Regions from separate parts of the Anas platyrhynchos genome. Here all the other regions are linked to region 1. A link is a contact called in public Hi-C data. All regions are on one chromosome and are shown on one strand. Each heading gives the region's core, a stretch centred on a gene start, on an enhancer-like site or on the middle of the called end of the contact. The rest is flanking DNA. Distances are from core to core; before and after follow the strand shown.

Region 1 (2,700 bases), core at 55-2,554:
TGGGAATGCATTCCAAACTATGCTTGCTGCATTTTAAAGATTAAAATTCAAAATGAATCATGCCTGACGATGCTTAAACGCCTTCAATGGCCCAAACTGTAAATGCTTATACTGTAGGGGCCAGAAGCTATGGCGCAGGAGCTGCCCCCAGGCTTTCCGGCGCCCTCACCTGGTTTCCCTCCAGGGTTTCCAGCACCAAGATGTAGGTCTCCCAGAAGCGCAGCAGCGCCTCGTTCTCCTCGGCAGACCACCAGAAGAGGCTGGGCTCTGCAGGCAACGCAGACAGCTCGCTGACACCGCGCTGAGGCGGTGCCACAGGAGCCCTCCGGGGAGGGGGCCACACACACAGCAGGGGCCGGGAGGCGACGCGGTGCCTCCCCCCCATCCTTACCGTCCCCGCCGTCGGGGGGGCAGCGCAGGCAGGCTGCCTGCCCCCCGCAGAGATCCACGGCCCTCTTCAGCAGGTAGCGGGCCCTCCTGCGGCACAGCCCGTCCCCGCGGGCCAGCCCCTGCTGCACCAGCCTCCAGAAGCGAGGGCAGAGCCTGGCGTCGGGCCCTGCCGCGGCGCCGCGGGGCAGCAGCGCGTCGCACAGGGCGCTCAGCGCCAGCAGCGCCCGCCCGGCCCCGGGGGGCTCCCCGCCGGCCCCCAGCAGCCCCTCCCAGACGCGGCCCAGCGCCTCGCCGTTGCCGCCCAGCGCCGGCAGCAGCCGCCCGGCCGCCAGCGCCGCCGCCGCCTCGGCCTCGCCGTCGTCCCGCAGCAGCGCCAGCGCCGCCGCCACGCTCCGCGCCACCAGCGCCGGCTCCTCCAGCCAAGGCGCCGCCGCCGCCAGCGCCTCCACCGCCGCCTCGGCTCCTGCCCCACCGCCTCCTCCTCCTCCCTCCAGCTCGGCCAGCGCGTCGCGGGCCAGGCGTGCGGCCAGCGGCGCCCCGCAGAGCTGCACGCAGTGCCGCAGCGCGCCCCGCAGCGCCCGGCACAGCCGCAGCCGCTCGGCGCACGCCGCCCCCCCGGCCGCCCCTTCCCCGAGCCGCAGCAGCGGCCGGCAGCGCTCCAGCGCCACCTCCCAGGCTGCCCGCCGCAGCGCCTCGCCCGCCGCCGCCTGCCCCTCGCCCTCGCCCTCGGCCGCCGCCGCCAGGCGCTGCAGCAGCAGGCGCAGCGCCTCCGCGCGCTCGGCCGACAGCGGCGCGCACACGGCCCGCAGCAGCGCGCAGGGGTCGCCGCCGCGGGCCAGCAGCGCGTCGGCCAGCACCACCTCCATGCTGAGGGAGGGGACTCGGCGCGGTGCGGCTCGGCTCGGTGCGGGGCCGGTGCGCAGGCGCGGCCCCGGTGCGGAGGGGTGGGGAGGCGGGGCCGGGCCGCTGCGTCCCGCTGAGGGGAGGGAGGGAGGGGCCGCCATGTTGGGGGGCAGCGGGAGGGGTTGGGGACGGGGTGGGGGTCTCCTTCCCACCAGGTGTAGTGCGCAAAGTGTGGTGTTCGCCCGTGCTTGCTGTTGCCGTCTGTTCCAATAAATAAAGTATTTTCTAGTTTCCAGACCTGACCCGTGATCGTGGCCATTGTTATAAATGAAGTCTCAATCTGAATGTAGTAATATTTATAAAAAGAATATTTCTAAAAGGTATAAAAGGCAAGTAAACAGTGCTGGGTGTGCAGGGAGTCTACGCTCTACCAACACGCACACATGAACATCAAACATTCTAAACATACAGAACATTGCTTTACATACTAAACCCAAGTACGCCTATACATACATACAATCAGAAAAGGTAACAAACAATCCTTTAAGTTCCATGACTGAACAGTCTCCATTTTCCATTCCTTTTCTTGATTACAAACAAGTCTCCATTTTCCATTCCCTTTGAACAATATGTCTCGCTTTAAGTTGTCAAGCAACTCGGCCTTTGGGCCTTACGTATCCCGTTCTTCCTGGATCGAACAAAAGCATATCCATCTCCTTTTCAAGGCCAATAGGCCTGGGTCAAAAGGCACGTCCAGGTCACCAGGGGGCGGAACAGCAAAGGCCTGCGATGGCTGTAGCGGCAGAGGGGCCCATGGCGTAGCAGACTTTCAGTCTTTTTTTTCTTTTCTTTTCTTTTTTTTTTTCTTCTTGAGAACAGGCTTCTCTCGTATACCCTTCTCCCCACAGCAGTCCTTTTCAAAAACAACTTTTCATCGGTCAAACAACTTTGCATATAACAGCAACAGCAAACACAGAGAAACTTCCATGCCTCAACCTCTGGAGAACAAGCAACCCAAGACTGCATAGAGTCTCCTGAATCACCCTTCTTTGTTCCTTCTAAACTCTTTTACATTCCTGATGACCTCATCGTTCAGAGTCTAATGTTATCATCAACCACAGGGCTTGCCAACCCCCATGGCCACACTCGCACATCTCCCCTTTCTTCATTAATATCAACCATCTTCTCGACATGAATTACCACTCCATATATGACCCATGATCATGGCCATGAAGCCTACCTGAGAGCCCTTCATCTGCCCCATAAAACACTTTCTAGTTTCAAGATCTGACCCATAGTCGTGGCTGTGAAGCCTACCTGAATGCCCTGCATCTGCCCCGGGAAAACTGTAGGAAAACAGGGCACTGGCACCATGCCGTTAGCTCCTTAGCTGTGTGCCAGCAGCTGGCGTGGGGACCAGGGCAGTTTGATGTAGCCAAAAGGGAAAAAGGAAAGCAGGCTGATTTC
Region 2 (2,804 bases), core at 234-2,733, 330 kb after region 1:
TGCCCCGCTCCCCCCCGCGCCCCTCCCCGGCCGCTGCCTCGCCGCCGCTGACGCCATTTCTGTCAGAGGAGGAGAAACTTGCCACAACAACAACCCGCCGCACGGCGCCGGGGGGGGGGGGGAAACGGGGGGATAAAGCACGGCCTCGGGGCCGCCCCCCGCGGGGCTGCAGCCCCCTGCCCGCCCGCTGCCGGGAGGGGAAGGAGGGGATGGGGGGGGTATAAGGGGGGGGGGGGGTGAGCTCAGCGCCGGGACCCCCGCACTTGGCGGCTGGGGGAGAGGAGGAGGAGGGGAGGGAGGGGAGGGAGGCCCTGCCTCCATTGTACGAGGAAGAGTGCGGGCAGCAGGATGGGGGGGGACATGGGGGGGGGGGGTGTGCAGCCGCTTTTGTACGGGGCTGCGGCTCCGGATCGCGGCGGCTCCGGATCGCGGCGGCTCCTCCCCCCCCCCCCCCCCCTCCTCTCCCTCTCCCTCTCCGTGCCCCCCCTCCCCAAATACAAGCAAAGCGCTGACTCCGCGGCCGGAGTTTCGGCAGCAACAGCCGCAACTCCGCGGCCGTCTGGGGGCCGGGCGGGGGGGGGGGGAGAAAAGGAAGAAGAAGAAAAGAAGGGAGCGGAGCGGAGCGGGGCGGGAGGGACGGGGGGGGGGGACACGGACACAAGCAGGCGGCTGCCGATCGCCCTCGCCCCGCCGCCGAGTCCCGCCGCAGCCGCGCTGCGAGCGCAGAAAAACAACCGCCTCCCCCCCCTCACGCACACACCCCCCCCCTGCCGCCCGCCGTGGGGCCCGGGGCTCGCCCCCCGCCCGCCCGCCGGTACCTTTGTTCCGCGGCGCCCGCCCGCGACTCCCCCGACCCGCGGCGGGGGGGAGGGAAGGGAACGGGGCGAAGCCGCCTCCTCCTCCTCCTCCTCCTCCTCCTGCTGCTGCTGCTGCTGCCGCCGCCCGCGGCTCCGTCTCCCCGTCGGGCGCCCTCGGCCCCCGCTCCGCCAACGGCTGGGGCTGTGCTCGCGCGGCGGGGCCGCCCCGTGCCGCCCGCACCCGGGCGCGGACGCGGAGCCGGCGGCGCTGAGCGCTGCGCTCCCCCTGCCTCGCTCCCCCTCCCCCTCCCGCACCGACCGCCCGACTGACTGACGGCCGGGCGGGCCGGGCCACGCCCCTCTCCCCGCCTACCTCCATTGGGCCGCGGCCCGCACGGCCCGCCCCCCCCCCGGCCCCATTGGCCGCCGCCTCGGAAATACTGACGTCATTTTTCTCCACTTCTATGGAAACTGAGACTCGGCGCCGCGCAGCCTCACGGGTAACGCAGTCCCCCCGCGCCTCCCTCCCCGGGTTCCCTCAGCCAGTGGGCTCCCGGCGCGGACTACACATCCCAGCGCGCACCGCGCGCCGCCGCCGCCGCGCGGGGCCGGGGCCCCAGCCGAATGCTAATGGCAGGAGGGGGCTGGGCCGGCGCATGCGCGGTGCGGCTCCGGTGGCGCATTTTCCCCCAAGAGGCGAAGGTGGCGCCCGGCGGGGCGGAAGGGGGCGGTGCTGCCTCCCCCCCCCCCCCCCCCCCCCTTCCCTCCCCTCCATCCCGCCGGGCGGGGCGGGGCTGCGCGGGTTGGCGGCGGCCTGAGGTGAGCGGCGGGGAGCGGGGGGCGCTGCGGGGAGCCGGGGCTGGCGGCGGTGGCTCGGGAGAGGGGGTCCTGGGGGGGGCCCCGAGGGGGTCTCCTCGCCCTAAGATGGCGCTGGGAGCCCCGAGCCGGAGCGCGGAGCCCTGGGGGGGGCGGCTGGGGGCCTGCGGCTCCCCTGCGCCTCGGGAGGGGCTGAGGAAAGTTGCTGTGGCTGCTGAGATCCCGCAGGGAGCTGGGCAGCCCTGCGGGCAGGAACCTCCGTACCAGGTGTGTGAAGTGTGGTAACTTCAGTCATGTTCCTGCTCTTTGCAGCCTCATACTTAACGGTATTCTGCCGTATAGACCCCTGTAGGTGCCTTCATTTAGGTGTCTTTATCGAGTTTCCCTTCTTCCTATAAGTTTTGGGACTCACCGTCCTTGTTTCTGTGGGTACTTTAGACATGTGGATCCCTCTTATGAGGGATCACCTCTCTTCTCTTTCTTACAATAATTTCCTTAGGTCATTTTCAGGTAGCAAAACAGCCCAGGAAAGCTTAACCACCGTGGTTTCAAATTGCCACCAGTGGCAGGCCTTTTCTTGCTCTATTTAAAAACAAAAAATGAAGCTCAGCTGTAAGCTGTAATGCTTTTCTGCTTTAATCATAACAATGATAAACTCTTGGCATTTGTGGGAGAAGTGCCTGGTTAATTTATCTTGCAATGAGCAGCGTTTGGGAGGATTCCTGGTAGTAGTGCCTGAAAGGTAGATTCAGTTTGCTGTGTGATACCAGCCAATTTTCAGTTGGATGGGGATTTTTGAGTACTATGTTAGTGCCCTATAGACAGGGAAGAAACCTCCTCGTTCCCTGAGGGGGGAGGAAGAGCTCTAACATTTACTTCTAAGAACTTTGTCAGGGCAATGACCGGTGAGTAATCTTCACATTCTTTGTTTTGTGCTGCTACAATGTGTGCTAACAGCCCAACCCTTGTAGGCTCAGTGTTAGTGGGAAGCCCTCACAGAGAAGGAATTCAACCCCAACATCTCCCCTAGCTGAGCACCTTCAGTTCTAAGCTCTCCCTGTGTTTTTTTGATGATTAATTGTCACGGGAGGGTGGCTAACTTGATAGTGTCTCTATATCCAGCTCTATGAGCATCTCTTCTTAAAACATCCAGGGATGGGCTGTGATGAGCATTTCTTATTTCACTTCCTC
Region 3 (2,860 bases), core at 147-2,646, 360 kb after region 1:
GTACTATTAATAATGGAGTTAAGAATGTTCCACATTGTTGGGACTGCTGTTGGAAGCACAGTAGGGGAATTTTGAGAAAGAAATTTGCAGGGGGAAGGACATAGAGCAGAGGGAACGCTCCCTTTACAAGAACATGTACTGCTAATACTGCAACTGCTGCATCGAGTAGCAGCCAGCTAGAAAACTGAGCAGGACAGTGCAATGTACTGCTTTGTAGGCGTGTGAAAGAAAGTAGGTTTTACTAAACATTTTGACTTTTTTATTTAGTTGTTTTAAAGGTCAAAATTCTTGATGTAAGTAAAAACCCAAAGAAGCCATAAAAGCCAAGAGAAAAGTGATTGGTTACAATTACAGGTCTGGCCACCCCGATTCCTTTCTGACAGAAAATGCCTTTTCTTTGGTGATTCAGACAAGCATATCTGATAAAGAGGGAGAAAAAAAAAATAAAAATAACTCTATTTCACACTAATTAGCAAGATGAAGCTCAACTCCTCACACTAACACATGCTCTCAGCTTTGCACTCGGGAGCAGTGAACAAGTCAAAAATGAAGAGCAAGAGGACTTAGTGATACTGCTTTTGCTGTCACCCTGGTACCACGGTCTGTGTAGATGGCTTCTGCACCACTGAAAACTGGACAGCCTTGCTCCGAGGGTGCCCTCTGTGGGAGCTGACGGAGCACTGGGTGAGAGGGCACCACCACCAAAGGTGTGGAAGATGGACTTGGACTTACCCCAGAGATACCAGGTGGCCTTGGAAAACTCACCTACTTTTGGCAAAGAAAGCTTTTAGGTGAAGGCACAAAGGTCTTCACTGGCAGGCCCCTCTGGAGAGCAGCTGCTTTGTGCCACACAGCTCAGTGCGGCTGCGATACAGCAGTGTTATCAGACGCCTGTAACCAACATCACAGCACCAGGTGTGCCGCGTGTGGGCTGCTTCACGCCAGGTCACACAGGCAAAGGCCCCGCGCCAGCAGGGCTGTGGCAGCAGGGCCCAGCGCTGTCTCCCTGCAGAGCACCCCAGCCAGGCAGCCTGCTCTGTCCTGTCCCATTCTCCTTCCCTTCCTCCCGTCCTGCCCTGTCCTGCCCTGTCCTCCGCCTGCCTCGCCCTTGTGCTGAGCAATGCCTGTGCTCGCTCCTTCCAGCCCCTGCTTTGCCCTGAAAGCCACCCGCTCACTGTCAACGGTCGGTGCCTGCCGACCTGTGCTGCTTGGCTCTGTTGTTTTTTTTTTTTCCCCTTTTCTTTTACATTGCTTTTTTATTTTTATTATTATTTTTATTTTCACTGCTTTCCTCGCACACGAAGCCCACACAGAACCCCCTACCCTGCTGAACTACACTACCCAGAACGCCACACGGCGCGGGCGCCAAGGCGCCTCGGGCCATTGGCGGCCGCGCCGGGGCGGGGCGGGCGCTGCCAAGCTGCGCAGCGCGGAAGGCGCCGGGGCCCGCAGGCGCTGCGTGCACTGCTGCTGCCGCCCCTGCTCCTGCTCCTGCTCCTGCTGGTGCTGCGCGCGCTGCCCCCGCCCTGCCCGCCATGAGCGAGGCGCTGGGCCGCAGGGTGCTGTGCGGCGCGGAGCGCGCGACCGTGCGGTACGTCGGCGGCCTGCCCGGCGCGGCGGGTAGGTGGGCGGCAACGGGCAGCGCGCGGCGGGCGGGAGGCGGCGGCTGCTGGGGGAGGTGGCCGGGGAGCTGTGGGCTCCTCAGCCTCGCCACAGAGCCCCTAAAGGCACGGAGCTTGTGCCCCAGGAGCCTGTTTCCAGGTGTGCGAGGGACAAAATGGCAGCTGGGGATGGTGGTCGGAAGGGATGGGTCGTTCTTGGCCAGCCTGGTTACCTCTGTGGTGATGAGATGGGGAACGTGGGCAAACCATGTGGGGGATATAGTATCCTGTGTGTTTAATAAGGCTTTTTACACAGTCTCGAATAAAAGTATAACTTGGAAGCTAGGTAAATCCAAGGCAGATGGAAGGGTTGTGAAGTGGGCTGAAAGTCTGCGGGTCGGTCAGGCAGAAGCATGGTAATCCATGACGTGATATCTGGCTGGTACCTGTAACTGGTACCTGTAACGTACAGGAAACCCAGAAGTAATTCTGGGGTCTGTACTGTTCAATGTCATCGTCAGTGTCATGGGTAATAAACAGAGATCACCCTCAGCCGGCTGGCGTAACAAAAACCAACCCACGTAACAGTCCTTCATCCACCTTCTGTTTATCTAGCTTCCAAGTTAAAACCCAGATCACCCTTAGCTGGCTGATGTAACAAAAAGCAGAACTGCAATCCAGAGCAAGCTCTGTGAACTTTAGGAGTGGGCCTAAGAAATTCCAGGAGTATGAATTTCTGCATGTAGTGTGAAATAAGCCCATGTTACTGGGTTACCTTAAAATGCTGAACATGGCCAACAAATTAAGGGAAGCTGTTGTCTCCCCTCTGAGGGCAGAAGTTCTAGATAAAGTTGCCCTTGGAATAATGTGTCTGGTTTGGGTTATCCCAGTTCAAGAAGGATGCGGATAAACTGGAGAGAATCCAGTTTAAACTGGAGAGAATCCAGGCTGCCAATGGGGTCAAGGACATGGATAACGTGTCTTGTGAAGAGAGGTTGAGGGAGCTGGGCTTGGTTAGCGTGGTAAAGAAGAGAAGTTAGGTGACATCAAATAGTGGCCTATGGGTGTTTGAAAGATGGTAACGAAGATGACAAAGCCAAATTCTTTTATAACAAAGAGCACCAGCCACAAGCTGTGTCTTGAAAGGTTCAGTTTGGACATCAGGAAAATCTTTTCCAGTACAGAAACAATGTGGCCCTGGAATAGGCTGCCCAGAGAGGTTGGAAACATTCTTCTTGGAGTTTTTCAAGATTTGGCTT

The links. A called contact is a pair of places that touch in the nucleus more often than the background predicts.
Region 2: a Hi-C map of F1 follicle shows a contact between it and region 1, with 4 times the contacts expected there. The contact joins the promoter of GGPS1 here to the promoter of TARBP1 in region 1. A contact is called at or near these places in 2 of 8 Hi-C or Micro-C datasets (F1 follicle and skeletal muscle).
Region 3: a contact with region 1 is called in a Hi-C map of subcutaneous adipose tissue, with 2.3 times the contacts expected there. The contact joins the promoter of TBCE here to the promoter of TARBP1 in region 1. A contact is called at or near these places in 2 of 8 Hi-C or Micro-C datasets (liver and subcutaneous adipose tissue).

The regions. Positions count from the first base shown.
Region 1 is chr3:26,724,929-26,727,628 of IASCAAS_PekinDuck_T2T, forward strand. It overlaps TARBP1 (tRNA guanosine 2 -O-methyltransferase TARBP1), which reads right to left and starts at 1,305. Exons shown (of 30, transcript XM_038176924.2): 1 at 392-1,305; 2 at 170-267. The coding sequence starts at 1,256.
Region 2 is chr3:27,056,244-27,059,047 of IASCAAS_PekinDuck_T2T, forward strand. It overlaps GGPS1 (geranylgeranyl diphosphate synthase 1), which reads left to right and starts at 1,484. Exons shown (of 4, transcript XM_027453758.3): 1 at 1,484-1,616. It overlaps ARID4B (AT-rich interaction domain 4B), which reads right to left and starts at 1,322. Exons shown (of 24, transcript XM_038176159.2): 1 at 1,243-1,322.
Region 3 is chr3:27,083,226-27,086,085 of IASCAAS_PekinDuck_T2T, forward strand. TBCE (tubulin folding cofactor E) reads left to right here and starts at 1,397. Exons shown (of 16, transcript XM_072035583.1): 1 at 1,397-1,620. The coding sequence starts at 1,536.